Linked DNA regions of Bombyx mori: region 1 is linked to region 2. A link is a contact called in public Hi-C data. All regions are on one chromosome and are shown on one strand. Each heading gives the region's core, a stretch centred on a gene start, on an enhancer-like site or on the middle of the called end of the contact. The rest is flanking DNA. Distances are from core to core; before and after follow the strand shown.

The links. A called contact is a pair of places that touch in the nucleus more often than the background predicts.
Region 1: a contact with region 2 is called in a Hi-C map of midgut, with 2.7 times the contacts expected there. The contact joins the promoter of LOC101738769 here to the enhancer-like site in region 2. A contact is called at or near these places in 3 of 7 Hi-C or Micro-C datasets (midgut and whole pupa).

Annotation. Positions count from the first base shown.
Region 1 is chr23:11,505,979-11,508,839 of ASM3026992v2, reverse strand. LOC101738769 reads left to right here and starts at 1,296. Exons shown (of 2, transcript XM_004932635.5): 1 at 1,296-1,583. The coding sequence starts at 1,490.
Region 2 is chr23:11,461,535-11,464,712 of ASM3026992v2, reverse strand. The region is part of intron 1 of LOC101738769; the gene reads left to right. Among protein-coding and RNA genes, the nearest start is that of LOC119630349, 16 kb to the left of the region's middle. Within about 2 kb of position 1,717, at least 1 of the 8 cell types and tissues checked has open chromatin away from gene starts, as enhancers often do.

The DNA of each region.
Region 1 (2,861 bases), core at 47-2,546, 45 kb before region 2:
TCTCTTTATGAAAAAATCTTATCGTTTAAGTCTTAGTCTTACTGAGGAATACGCTTCCAAGCCGCGCGTAGTTGAAATAGCCCTAAGGCTAACAGTGACTAGGTAGGGAAAAATAAATCGCTTGTGACGCCGCACCTTTGGAATTCAATAAACCCTCCTTGAAACCGTAGGAATCTTCAAAATTCATTTTTTTTTAATTTCGACCTCACACATTAGCCACAAGTCAATAAAAATCTTTGGATATAACTTCTCGGGCCTATTCCACAGAAGTCCTATGAAGTCTCAGCATATTCCCACTATTTTACTGGAATATTATTTCATACTCTTTCATTCAAGAATCAACTATATCATTCAATCAATCGGCTATAAAAAAAATTAACTTTTTGTATCGTTTATATTAAAAACAAATAAACCAAAGTATACAGAAATTTGATTACGTAAATTGCGTTTTTGGATTTGTTAATTCGATATTGTTAATTTAATTCCATTTCAGCCTCTTTTCGTTTATCGGTTTAAGCTCATAGAAAAGAAATACAAACATAGTTCAGCGTCATTAACTGCTATATAATGTATTGTGTGAAAAAATGAAACTAAATCGCTGGACGTAACTTCTCAGGTTCTTCCAAAAAGCCCAGCTAGAACTCAGTCAATTCCACTCTTTTACTAGAACATTATTTCATTTTCCTCTATATACTAAGTTAAGTAATTTATTACAGTTACAAAAAAAAACAACAAATAAATTCAATACATTTTAATTTTTGTAGAAAAAATGTGTATGTAAACAATGATTCAAGATTTAATAAGCCCGAGATTAGTACATAAAAATGACGTTGCAAAAAGCCACAGGAAGAAGTTATAATAAAAAAAAAGATGTAAAATATATTTTATCATTAATCGTCCTACATACACGTCTTGACTTTGAGTGTGTGTATTGAGTCTCTACCTCAACAGAACCACATTCGAACACTTTAGCTGAAATATGTTTTTTTTCCTGAGAGCCACGCATATCTGAGAACATTTAATACAATACTGGAAATAATATAGTTTATTCACGAATAATTTCATAAAACAACTAAAAATAAACTGAGAATCGAAATAGACAATGCACAATGTAGCAACAACCTCGGGTCACGAACTTTGAAAGCGGTTACATCTTTCTTAAGCGAATCAATTCAAGCCTGTACCAATACGGAGAAATCAATTAATATTACACATAAAAAATAAAAATAAAAACGTAAATTCAAACATATTATCTACACGAATCGTCGATATTTCGTTTGTAATTCACAATCGCAGAACGCAATAGCGATTACATGCGGTGCGGATGGACACGAAACTTGTGAACGTAGAAAGTGTATTTGATCGGGCTTTAGTTGTAAACTGCAGTCTGCATCGGGCGGACGCACGCAACATAACTTCGCTGTCGCTCGTGGAATAAATAAAACAATTACTTTTTTTTTTTTTAATATAGTGAAATAAAATATAGACCATGGATGTGCGTGCGAGGATCATAGCAACTATTCTATTGATTTCTGTCGTCACGGCCGTTCCTGCGGGCGACAGCAGGAGAACTGATAAAAATGGTACGTTGATCTTTATTACTTTTTTTTTTCACAAAAAAAAACAATAATTAAAAAAATATTTTTAGAATTTTGAAATGTAGAACAAAATCGTGCGTTGCGAAACTACTTCTAAATATTTTCGCGCCATTTTGCGTTCTAAATTATTTAGGTCTTCATTTAACTAACATCTATTTATTTTTTTAGATTAATATTGGTTGACAGACAGACAGATTGACAGATGATTTTTTTTTTGTTATCACATTTTAATAGTTTTAATTTACAATAAGTATTTTATATTTTTTTTTTTGTATTTCTATTGAAGGGGACGACGAGCAAGATCCTATTATTAATTTTATTATTATTAATACTATTAACATTACCTGTCCTGGTGAAACTGGAAAGGCATCTGGGCCACCACATCAAAACATCAAAAATAAAAAATAAAATATATATTTTATTATTAATTTGTCTTAGTTTTAATATAAACTCAATCAAAACAAACTGTTCGAATGATAATATTTAAATTTGTAACTTTTCTTTATAATTTCATGTAATATTTCATGAATTTTTTTTTTCATAGAGCTGTGATTGATGGATTGCAATGAGTTAAAAAGGCTCTTAGCGCTAATAGTGTTCATCAAAAACATGAACAAGGACAGATAGCTACTTATATTCAGGAGGGCCAAAGGCTTTCGTTCAATGGCAATTTAAATCATCATCATCATTCTCCTGCCCTTCTCCCAGTCACCTAGATCGGCGCAACATGTTTTCTCCTTCCACACTCCTATACCATATACCGTTTCTTCGCTCACTCCCCTATTACCTATATCGTCTTTCACACAATCCATCTATTTCTTCTTAAGTCTACCTCTTCCTCTAAAGCCTTCCGATCGCAATTTAAATCATGACCACTAATGATTAATTATTGTACCTTTGATTTTACCTACTTAGATCGAATTTAATCTACTATGTATATTGAAACGTATTTTATATTACAATACAAAACTTTCGATACTAAAAACTCAATATAAATATGAACCCATTCATTTGACTGACACGGTGGTGCAGCAGTCAGCGCCCCTGACTGCAGCGCCGAGGGTCGTGAGTTCGATTCCCACATCGGTAAACATTCATGTGATGAACAGGTTTGTTTTGTCTCCGTCAGCGTGTTTATTATCTATATATTTATATATTTAAAAGTATATAAGTATGTGTTGAGTCTCTATTTCGGGCAAGGATTAATAAGACATGTGTTCAGTTAAGTGACTAACGTATATTGGGATTACAACCTAACGTGCT
Region 2 (3,178 bases), core at 468-2,967:
GGGGTAGAATTAACCAATTAAATAATTACCGGCCGTAACAATAAAACAATTGTTCAACATGTGTTCAACAAATAGGTACAGAGAAATCTAAAGCAGACAATTTAAATGACATTTTACTCATCAAATAGGACAAAACCACCAAACTGTTCACAGCTTTAAACTTCCTCGTTTCCTCTATTACGGACTTAATAACGTTTGGAAATCTAACAAACTGTAAGTTTGCAGTTTTTTTTAAAATTCAGGAATAGATATTATTATTCATAAACGTATTTTCGTGGCTTCGTCTTTCGTCATATATTTACAAGGTACACATACCTAGATTACTAAGGCTACAAATTCGAGCCATTGCGAACACGTATCACTTTTTTTTCTACCTAAACTGGTAGCCTTAGAGAGCTATGCCAGCATCACCGAGCGAGTATGTGAGCTCAGGAGGCTCTAACCTGAGAGCGATGCTAACACTAGCTCTCGCAAGAGCAGTGCTTCGCAGAATCTAGCACCGGATTGGAAACGCGACCCACTAAGGAGATCCGACGAAAAACTCAATGGGCTGTGTCTGTGGGTTAATTTACTTGCCGAGCCCTTCGTCGCAAGCGACGCCACGACGGGTTGGACGACAACGGTGACCGGTGCTCGGTACCTAAAAGCACCGTTAGTGGATCGGGAGGGACCGAAATGACGTGATCACTTATCATGTTACATATGTATATGAACTCGAAATACCTACGATGCCTGATGAAGATTTATGTAAACGGACACAAGATCTGTCCATGGTGTTTAATACATTATGAGCTTGCTGACTAACAGTTCTTCTGTTTGTATACAGTTATGAAACAAATACGAAAATTTTTTTTTTTTTTTTTATTGCCCTTGTAGGCAGACGAGCATACGGCCCACCTGATGGTGAGTGGTTACCGTCGCCCATGGACTTCAGCAATGCCAGGGGCAGAGCCAAGCCGCTGCCTACCGCTTAATACTCTCCACAAGCCTCGTTTGAAGAAGGACATGTCATAGCGCTCGGGAAACACCGTGGAAGGGAGCTCATTCCATAGCCGGATGGTACGTGGCAAAAAAGATCTCTGGAAACGCACTGTGGATGACCGCAGTGGCTCCAGGTAGTATGGATGAACTCTATTCCGGTGGCGGGCGGTGCGATGGTAAAAACGAGATGCCGGTATCATTTCGAACAATTCCTCAGAGCATTCCCCATGGAACATACGGTACAAAATACAGAGGGAACCGAAGTCTCTCCGCAGACCGAGAGGCTCCAAACGATCCGAGAGAATGGGATTATCGACAATCCGAACGGCCCTCCTCTGTATGGAGTCAAATGGAAAAACAGCTTAACTATCTATATCGTCATCATTGCTCATATTTTTTAATGGTGGGTGGACCTTTTGTGAGTCCTCACGGGTAGGTACCACCACGCTGCCTATTTCTGCCTATTTCTTCTGGGGCTGTGATCTGGTTCACCCATCTAAGCAATAAAAAATAAATCTTCATCAAATTGAACATTCAAGTTTATGTCGCTTAAGTTCCACTATAAATACTAACAAATATTTGTTATCTTGAAGACTTTGTGGTATTCAAAACTACTAAACAATAAATGTTACAACATCGAGTAAAAGTACAATGATATATATAACCTACAGTCAGAAACAAATTAAGTCTTAAAATACTTTTGACTATGCAATGTAACTCAAATATTTTTATGACGAGATATAATAAGTGGTTAAATGGAAAGCTAGTTCGCCTACGCCTGTAAGGAAGTAACACATTACTACAGCTGATTGTTAAAATTTCATAAAGTTATTTCTTAATAAAGCTATTTGATTTAGATTAAACTTTACATTAGTGACAATGCATGAAATAACGTTAAATAATGTTAAATTTTATCATAATAAATTACAAGAAAATTAAAATGTTTGTCACGCTATACGTCACACTATATTATTCAGAATTTTGAAATATTATTACATTATTTACCTCTGAAACTGAAACACGCCTCCCGGAGTTTTGCAATGCGATGCTGTTATCACGGACGGATAACAGGAAACCAGTGGGCAGAGGCTGGTATTATTTGTTAATAGCTGAATTAATATCCACACATACGTTCTGACCTGAAGGATAACACGACCAGTGAACTAATATCAAGTGACGACACTAGCCGCGGTTGAAATCCCGCACGGTAAAATTTTATTCTTATAAAACACGTACTTAACACGTGTTCACGAATGACTTCCACGATGAAGAAACAACAAAGTATGGCTAAGTCTACATAGATACTAAAATCATCCAGTCTAATTTTAAAGGTGGAACAACTGTTTCACTATAGAATTTAGGCTCTAACCTCATGGCAATGAGTGGCGGCAATCAAATTGAAATTTCTATGGGCACCGGTAACTTAAAAAGGTGGGTGGGATTCACTAAACTATACCAATAAATTGTTAATATTGATAGTAATATGTGTTAATATCCAACCTAAATTTTAGTTATTGTTTTAGTCTAAACCTATAATATATAGGTTTTGGTAAAACTAACATTTGTTTTTTTTTAAATCAACAATTCGTTCCTGATTCAATACACTTTATCAAGTGCCATTCGCTGACTTCAATCAATTTTATATTAAAATTATTTTTTTAATAAATAAAATATGCTAAGAACAGTATCTTCTCAAAACGAAAGTGAATTCCGATAATATCCATTACAATAGGCTTTTGCATAGTATGTTTTTAAGTCATTGTAAGTGAAAGTTTACATTGTGCAATACCATGATATAATCCCGAGTGGAATTCGAAATACATCGCTCCATGTGGGGGACATCAAAAACTTGGATTTCACTTTATATTATTTATGAGAAACAGACACGATGATTGAGTAATGATTAATATTTTTTACGAATATGCATTTTATACGCATGTCGCATGTACGTTTTTATACAAACACAAAACAAAAATGTAAGACGAAGATGCCGCCACAGCTATTGTAAGGCATAGAAATGACTATAATCTTAAAATTGTAGGTAGTGAAAACGTATGGTGGGCGGTGTATTGTAATGTGAGGGATATGTAACAGTACCAATCTCCCTTTTTTGGCATGTTTCGGTTATCCATTCCGGGTTGAAAAGTAGTACAATATCTATGGCCTATGTAATAACTCATATTGCTCACATCTCAGC